Regions from separate parts of the Sus scrofa genome. Here region 1 is linked to region 2. Evidence: chromatin contacts called from public Hi-C data. All regions are on one chromosome and are shown on one strand. The core of a region is the stretch at or near the end of the contact, and the rest is flanking DNA. Distances in the headings are between cores, read along the strand shown. Region 1 holds the start of SNRPG (small nuclear ribonucleoprotein G). Region 2 holds the start of C3H2orf42 (chromosome 3 open reading frame, human C2orf42).

Region 1 (4,520 bases), core at 1,643-4,142, 91 kb after region 2:
CAAGCTGCATCTGTGTCCTATGCTGCAGCTTGTGGCAATGCTAGATCCTTAACCCACTGAGTGAGGCCAGGGATCGAACCCACATCCTCATGGATGCTAGTCAGGGTCTAAACCCACTGAGCCACTATAGGAACTCCCCGACCCAATATTCAATGACAGAATCTTACGACCAAAACAGAAAAACAAAGATTTTGTTATATTTTGGTTATTTTAAAAACCAAACAAAGTTGTGAAGAAATCAGAAGGTAATCAAACCATATCCAATCCAATGGATATTTTATTTTATATTTGAGACAATACATAGTGTTTTATTTAATATTAAGCAACAATCTTAAATGTTCAGGATATTCTCCAACACCCAAGTATACTTTAGCAAAATAAATGCATATTGAAATTTTAAATAATTTGAATTAAGCAACAAAATTCCATATCAGCAGGGTAGTATGAGAATATGAAGCCAAGGGCGTTCCCGTCATGGCTCAGCAGAAGTGAATCTAACGAGTATCCATGAGGATGCAGGTTGGACCCTGACCTCACTCAGTGGTTAAGGATCTGGCATTGCCATGAGTTGTGGTGTAGCTCACAGACACAGCTCCGATCTGGTGTGGCTGTGGTTTAGGCCAGGGGCTACAGCTACAGCTCCCATTCGACCCCCCACCTGTGAACCTCCATATGCCGTGCGTGCAGCCCTAAAGACAAAAAGAATATGAAGCCAACAAGTCAAACCAGTTTTTACCTCTTTGCTGTAGGCTAGAAAATATGAAACTTCATTCAATTTTAATGTATATCATGGAGAATTCAAAGATAAATAAGACATGAGGCCTGAAGAAGGTGTAAGAAGACAGGTTTTTACAAATAAAAATATATAGTATGACATGTAAAACAATCAATTTTACTAGGATGTTATAAAAAAACACAAATATAACACATATGAACTTATTTTATTTAATCCTTATGAAAGCTTTTTAAGTTATGCATTGTTATTACCACCAATTAACAGATGGGGAACCAAGGCCCAGAAAGGTTAAGTAAAATTTCCAAAGTCACTCAGCAGTGAAAAAGTTTGAGCAAAATCAAATGGTTCAGTTTGGCCCAAGAACATGGTACTCAAATATTAGCGTGTGTAATATTTGGTGCTTGGATTTCAAATGGAGGAGCGTTACTGCTGGTTCAAGAAGTCTGGACTTTATTATGCAGATGGCAATAAGTTACTGCAGCAGTATCAGGCATGGCTAAGATTACTGAAGCATGTGTAAATCAATCCATTACGCTGTACATCTTGAACTTACGTAGTGCTGTAGGTCAATTTTATCTCAAAAAAACTGGGGGAAAAAAAAGACTACTTTGGCAATGATTTTTAAGAGGGGTAGGAAGAATATGATTGGGCCAGGGTATCTCAACCTTGGCATACTGACATCTGGGACCAGATAATTCTGTTGTTGAGTGATGTCCAGTGCACTGTAGAATATTTAGCAGGAACCCTGGCCTCTACCTACTAAATGCTGGTAGAACCAGACTCTCTACACCACAGTTAAGAACCACAGAATTATATTAAAAGCAGACGGAAGATATAAAAATGCAAAAAAAAAAAAAGATTTCGGGCCTCGTGGGTGGCATGCGGAAGTTCCTGGGCTAGGGACTGAACTTGAACCACAGCAGTGCCATGTTGGATCCTTAACCGGCTGAGCCACGAGGGAACTCCAAAAAAAGATGGTAAGGAAGAAAAAGTTAAAAGTCATTTTGGAGGTAGACCTGGCAGGATCTCACAATTATTGAAATCTACATATAAGAAAAGAAAGGTAATTAAAAACTCTCATTAATATCTTAAGAATCAAAAAGGAAATCTTACCAAGAACACCCCCCCAACAAAAGAGCCTTCTCTAATTAGAGAAAAATGAATGTTCTCACGCATTCCAGTTAACAGAGCAAAATATCACACATTCAAGTTCAACCTAAGTGCAAGAAATTAAGAAAAAAGAACGGGATTTCTTTTTTTTTTTTTGTCTTTTTGCTATTTCTTTGGGCCGCTCCCGCGGCATATGGAGGTTCCCAGGCTAGGGGCTGAATCGGAGCTGTAGCCACTGGCCTACACCAGAGCCACAGAAACGCGGGATCCGAGCCGAGTCTGCAACCTACACCACAGCTCACGGCAACGCCGGATCCTTAACCCACTGAGCAAGGGCAGGGACCGAACCCGCCACCTCATGGTTTCTAATCGGATTCGTTAACCACTGCGCCACGACGGGAACTCCCAAGAACGGGATTTCTAAGTTAAAGCTCAAAGGAACCACCAACACACTAAGATGAAGGCAGCTTTTGAATTTCTCATATACCATCAAAACAATTCCATTCCATCCACCTCCTTAGTTCCTTACAGAATTACTGTCCAACCACCTTATCTCGAACGTGATGCTACTCAAGGCGTTCAGCTAACTGTGGTATTCAAGATCTTTAAGTAACGAAGGATCGAGTGCCAGAGACCCGGCCAGGAACTCCGGCCTGGGAGGCAAACCTGCAGACGGAGGGGCCTTTACGTCTTTGAAAAGCATGCCCACCAGGCCGAAATACAACATTTGCGCGGGATGCAGGCCCGGAAACGTGGGACGGTGGCCCGGATCGCGGCGGCAGCCAGTGGCAATAAGCACGGCAGACACACTCTCCGGAAATGGCTGGGGATCCAAGGAACTCAAGGCCTACAAAGAAGCCGCCATTTATGCGCGGCCCTCATGCATACTTACTTCTTCAACTCCGGCGGGTGAGCTTTGCTCATGATGCCTACTCCGCGAACTCAAAGAAACCTCCAAACGGAATTCGTGTTCTCCCTCACGCTCCAGCGGTAGGCCCGGTGCTTTGCGTCTGACGTCACTGATCCCGTTAGCCAATTGATTGTTGGCCGCTTTCACGTTTCACGTCGCGATACTTAGGAAAATCCTGAGCTCGCAGATCAGTCCCAAGCTTCCGTTGTGTCGCCAGGGATTGGCTAGAGCGGAGGGGTGGGGCCTCCAGTCTTTATATTCCTCTTTGTAATTGGGTTGCTGTTCCTGCCTCTAGCATTTGAAGGACGCTGGTTAACTCATTGTCTTTGTGGGTTGCAAAGTTGTCTTGACGCTACCAGATGAAAATAAGCTCTGGAGGGGTAGGCTCCTAAAAATTTCTTTGGCATGTGTGTGCATACTTCCATGTGTTGTTCTTCCCTTTGTTGTCCTCTGCAAACACTGCGGTTTTTTTTTTTTTGGTCTTTTTAGGACCGAACCCTCCGCATATGGAAGTTCCCAGGCTGTGGGTCAAATCTGCGCTGCAGCTGCTGGCTTTTGCCATAGACAAAGCAACGCTGGATTCTTAACCTACTGAGCGAGGCCAGGAATCAAACTAGTATCCTCATGGATACTAGTCCGGTTCTTAACTCCCTGAGCCACATCGGGAACTCGTTTTTTTTTTTTTTTTAATTTAGCAAATTGAAGGTTTGAGGCAGCCCAGAGTCCAGCAAATCTCCCAGCGCCATTTTCCCAAGAGCATTTGTTCACTTTGTGTCTGTGTCATTTTGATAATTCTTACAGTATTTCAAATTTTTTCATTACTGTATTCGTTATGGTGATCTATGATAGGTAATCACACTAAGAAAAAAAAAATCTTGTGACTTGCTTTGAGGTATTTGCTTCACTGTTGAACCTGTGGTATTTTAGTATTCCCACAGGATGTCATGCTACAACTAAGGTTCTAGTAACAGCTCAGTTAACGACCTCTGCACCAAAGGAATAGAGTGAGGGGGCCTCAGTTTCCAAAAATTTTAATCTAGAGGAGTTCCCGTCGTGGCGCAGTGGTTAACGAATCCGACTAGGAACCGTGAGGTTGCGGGTTCGGTCCCTGCCCCTGCTCAGTGGGTTAACGATCCGGCGTTGCCGTGAGCTGTGGTGTAGGTTGCAGACATGGCTCGGATCCCGCGTTGCTGTGGCTCTGGCGTAGGCCGGTGGCAACAGCTCCGATTCGACCCCTAGCCTGGGAACCTCCATATGCCGCGGGAGCGGCCCAAAGAAATAGCAAAAAGACAAAAAAAAAAAAAAAAAAAAAAAAAATTTTAATCTAGAGGTCATAAGTATATTCCCCACGGACAGTCCTGCAATGCTTCCAAAACCCCACTTAACTGTACCTTGCCCCTCTATATAAAGTATGAAGAGCAGCACACAGATGATTTCTAAAATATTGATTTTCAAGTCGAAAGGTGTAAAAAATGGTCTGATTTGATCCTAGTTAAGTTTCCCAAAAGAGGAGCAGCCCACATTTATGAATCAAGAACAATAGGGATTATAGAAGACTTAGGCCAAAACGGAAAAGCATTGGTTGTACAACTGGGCAGCAGAAACTGACAGAACATTGTAAATAAACTATAACAAAAATTAAAAAAAGGGAAAGCATTGGTGATTTTAAGTAGGGATGGTTCTACAAGATTCAGTTCATTTCTTAGATATATAAGTAGAGACAAAATTATCATATATCTTACTCAAAAACCTCGACATTGCATT
Region 2 (4,378 bases), core at 875-3,374:
TTTCCACTGTGCCACAAGGGGAACCCCCTAAACTTTTACTTTCAGAATAATTTCACATTTTCAGAAAAGTTGCAAAGAAAGAACAGAGTTCCCAGATACCTTTCACCCAGATTCCCCTAATGTTTACAACATATATTACCACAGGATATTTGTCAAAACTAAGAAATCAACATTGGAATTTAGTTTACTAATTAAACTCTAAACTTTGTCCTTTTTCTCTCCCAGGATCCAATCCAAGATACCACATTGCATTTAGTCATCATATCTCCTTAGTCTTATCTGATCTATGAATTCATCTTTCCTTGTTTTTCATAATCTTGACAACTTTGAAGAGTTGAGTATTTTATATTATGTCCCCCAATTGGGGATTATCTGATGTCTTCTCTGCCTATTCCTTCGACCCAGTAACTCCACTAAGAAATTGTCTTACAGGTATACTCCCATGTGAAATGAGAAACATATAAGGTTATTCACTGAAGTATTTTGTTTGTTTGTTTGTTCCATTTTGATTTCTCTCTCTCTTTTTTTTTTTTTTTTTTGGTCTTTTGTTTTTTTTTTTAGGGCCCCACCCATGGCATATGGAAGCTCTTAGGCTAGGGGTTAAACTGGAGCTGGAGCTGCCAGCTTAAGCCACAGCCACAACAACCTGGGATCCAAGCCATGTCTGTGACATACACCACAGCTCATGGCAACGCCAGATCCTTAACCCACTGAGCAAGGCCAGGGATGGAACCGGAGTCCTCATGAATACTAGTCGGGTTCGTTAACCACTGAGCCACGATGGGAACGCCACTGTTTTGATTTCTAAGTCTACAGCTATGACATATGGAAGTTTCCAGGCCAGGGGTCGAAAACTAGAGCTGCAGCTGCCAGCTTACTCCACAGCCACGTCTTCAACCTGTGCCACAGCTTACGGCAATGCCAGATCCTTAACCCAATGAGCAAGGCCAGGGATCAAACCCCCATCCTCATATACTTATAGGGTTCTAAAATCATTCTCAATCTGATTCAGAATCTGTTGTCTCAGAAGAAGTGACTGGGGACTTGAAAAATACAAAGTGGGAGGGAGATGTACAATTCGCTGTTTTGTACTATCTGAATTTTAAACCGTTACTAGTATTACTTGTTAGATTCTATGCTGAAAGCATATATAAACAAGTAACACAACTTGTAAACAACCTATATTTGAATCCTGCCTAAGAAAGGGTCTCCTCTTCCCCAGCAAGTTTACTAAACAGCCTCCTCAATCAGATGGCGTTAAAGGGACTGGGGCTGGAAGAGCTACCCCACGAACATTCCTTGAACTACTGGGTTTTCAGCCCGTTACTCTTTGCAGGGCTATACAGTTTGGTGAATGCTGTTTAATGCTTGTGAAGCACAGTAAGTGAAGAGAATAAAGGGTCACCTTGAATAAGACATAAACTTGCTAATGTTTACTGAGTACAAGTAAGCCCTTCCCATGCATTTACTCATGTATTGCTATGTATTGCTCACCACGATCCTGTGAAGTAGGTACTATTTTACCCATCTTGGAGATGAAGAAGTTGGCTCAGAGAAAGTAGTGATTTGATTAACATCCCTCAGCCAGTCTCCAGATAACTTAACGTGAGTTTGCAATCTGGATTCCTTGTCAAACCACAAGTGAGAGGAAAGGGCAGGACCATAAGCCAGGACTCTCAATTCCAGGTCCGGGGTGCTTCCATTTGCCCTGCGATGCCTCAGGATAATGGAGAAAGGCCACCGGGGCTAAGCCGACCACAGCCCAGTCACGCGGCCTGCAGGACGATCACCTCCCACCTGGCTTCCGGGACCGCCTGCCCCTTGACGCACTACCCGGGACCAGCTTCCCGGCAGCCTCCCCGCGCGACCGCTTACTTCCGGTCCTAAGTAGGCCCGAGCAGAAGCATCACCTGGCCGGTACCCTGCCCTCGGGACACGCTATGCGCCGGGACTCCCGGCTCTACGTCCTTGTCCCATAGCCGCACCCCCCTTCTTTTAGCACAGCCCCCCTTACCTGCCCTGCGCAACCCACCCCGCGGCCCTAGGCCCCCACGCTGATGACCGCCCTCACCTCCTCTCTCTTCTCCTGCCGCGTCCTTTTACAAACGCGGCCAAACTGTTCGCTGTAACGACAGTCGCTATTGGTCAGAGCCGCCCACGCGCGGCTAGAGCACGCCTACCTGGGCTCGCGTTGTCTGACGGGAGTTGTAGTTTCCTCCTTTTGGAGCCAGCTGACTATTGCTGCGGAATCCGATGGTGGAATCTACGCTGACCTGACGACTGTACAGTTTAGGTTCTTTGCTGTGCCTAGAGTGCTTCTGGCCGACCCTGCTGGTGCTGGAAGCCCAGAGCTCTAGGATTAGTCGTCACTGTTTTAGGCCTGAGCGAGTCCTAAGTCTGAGTAGAATTCCATTGACCATTGATGAAAAAAATCTCCTTAGATTTTCTGCATTATTAGCAGATGTCAGATGCGAGCGATTTAGTGTTCTGTCAAGGGAGTCTTGTTCACCAAAGAATTCGTTGTTTCTATCACTTGTGTGTTTGCATCAGGTCATCTTTTTCTCCCTTAATTACACTCTGACATATTACTTGAATGTTTCCCTTATAATGAGTTGTTATTGGCTTCTGGTGTGACCTAGTTTTGATTATTGGAATCACACAGAATAAATCTGAATACTCTTTGTTGACAATAGTTCATGAGTTAAAATGTGTCAAGGGTGAGGCCTGTGTGTGGGAAAACTCTGGAATGAGATTTCCTACACCTTTGGCTTTCATACTGCTCCTTATTAGTGATGGCACTGTGGACTGGGTGGCTGAGAACTGTCACATGAAATAGTATGAATAAATAAAAAGGTGAGAACTGTGGTTCAGTTGTATTCTGGGTTATAAGACTATAAGCCCAGAGACAGCCTCTCAGATAGTTCTGAGGAAGAGCTCCAAAAAGATATGGAGGGAGGTCATATATCTAAGAGAAGGAGTATGTGCAATCAAGCACACATCTTGTTAGAAGGTTGCTTCTGGTCACAGGACACAGCTATCTTAGCTAGTAATTTTAGTGCTCTTCTAAGTATGGGAAGATACAAAAAAATGGATTCATAAAATCTTCTTCTGAAAATATTTATCTGAAGTCCTGTTTTGCCAGTTTTCCCAGAGCAGAGAGTACCTCAATCCTAATCTGCAAACTGAAAGTCTGTGACTGCAGTGGATAATGACTTTAACCTTGTGGAACCAGATGGTGAGTGACATTCTTTAGTTAGCAGAACCTTAGTCTTCTCAACTATTAATAAGACAAATGGACTTTTCCAAGATTAAGGTTTGTTATGTTGTTTCTTAAACTGGAGGTAGGGGGAGGTGGGCACATTTTTTCCAGGAAATTTTTCCAATTTTGCTTATTTCAATTTATAAGGTTTTTTTTTTTTCTTTTTTTTTAGGGCTGCAACTGCAGCATATGGAGGTTCCCAGGCTAAGGGTCAAATCGGAGCTGTAGCTGCCTACACCACAGCCACAGCACCACCAGATCCAAGATGCGTCTGTGACCTACACCACAGCTCATGGCAACGCCGGATCCTTAACCCACTGAGCAAGGCCAGGGATCGAACCTGCAACCTCATGGTTCCTAGTCGGATTCATTAACCACTGTGCCATGACAGGAACTCCTCAATTTATAAGTTTTTAAATGATCATCAGTATATCCTGGATTGTCTAGATGATCACCTAATAATACTGTGGGGTCTCAATGCCTGGTTGTGTTTTTGATTGTTGTAGTGCCAAGTGATTAAAGCAGCTCTTCTCAACTGGGAGCACTGCTACACCTCTAATGGACACCATGGCTGTTGTTAAAGATCCTGCAATGCACAGGACAGCCCTTACAACAAAGAATTATCTGGACCAAAATATCAATAGTACCACAATTGAGAGACCTTGTTGTTGAGAGAGTGTTTACATTTTTTTTCAATGGAGTTGCCCAAATGCATCCTAAGAGATCTGTGGGTTTTCAGTGGTGACACATTGTATGTTCCAGTCAGGAAGGAAGCTATCAAGCAGCCCCATTCTGAAAGAGGTTTCTTAGAGTTCCCACCGTGGCACAAGGGGATTGGCAGTGTTTCTGCCAGCACCAGGATGAAAGTTCCATACCCACCTGGCACAGTGGATTCAAGGATCCAGGGTTGCTGCAGCAGTGGTGTGGGTCACAACTGTGGCTCATATATGATTCCTGGCCTGGGAACTCCATATAAATAAAAGAGATTTCTTTCTTCCAAGCCAGACACTCATGTTTTTTCCTTCTTCATAGAAGAGACTTTGAAGAAGTATTGCCATCATAGAAGTAATTTCTGAGCGGTCTTCTCATAAATAGAATTCTCAGAATTGCGTAATTGTC

Evidence for each region. Hi-C and Micro-C count contacts between places; a contact is called where the count stands out from the background.
Region 1: a contact with region 2 is called in a Hi-C map of liver, with 2.8 times the contacts expected there. The contact joins the promoter of SNRPG here to the promoter of C3H2orf42 in region 2. A contact is called at or near these places in 2 of 47 Hi-C or Micro-C datasets (heart right ventricle and liver).

The regions. Positions count from the first base shown.
Region 1 is chr3:72,197,094-72,201,613 of Sscrofa11.1, reverse strand. SNRPG (small nuclear ribonucleoprotein G) reads right to left here and starts at 2,892. Exons shown (of 4, transcript XM_003125052.4): 1 at 2,739-2,892. The coding sequence starts at 2,770.
Region 2 is chr3:72,287,330-72,291,707 of Sscrofa11.1, reverse strand. It overlaps C3H2orf42 (chromosome 3 open reading frame, human C2orf42), which reads right to left and starts at 2,124. Exons shown (of 10, transcript NM_001243818.1): 1 at 2,072-2,124.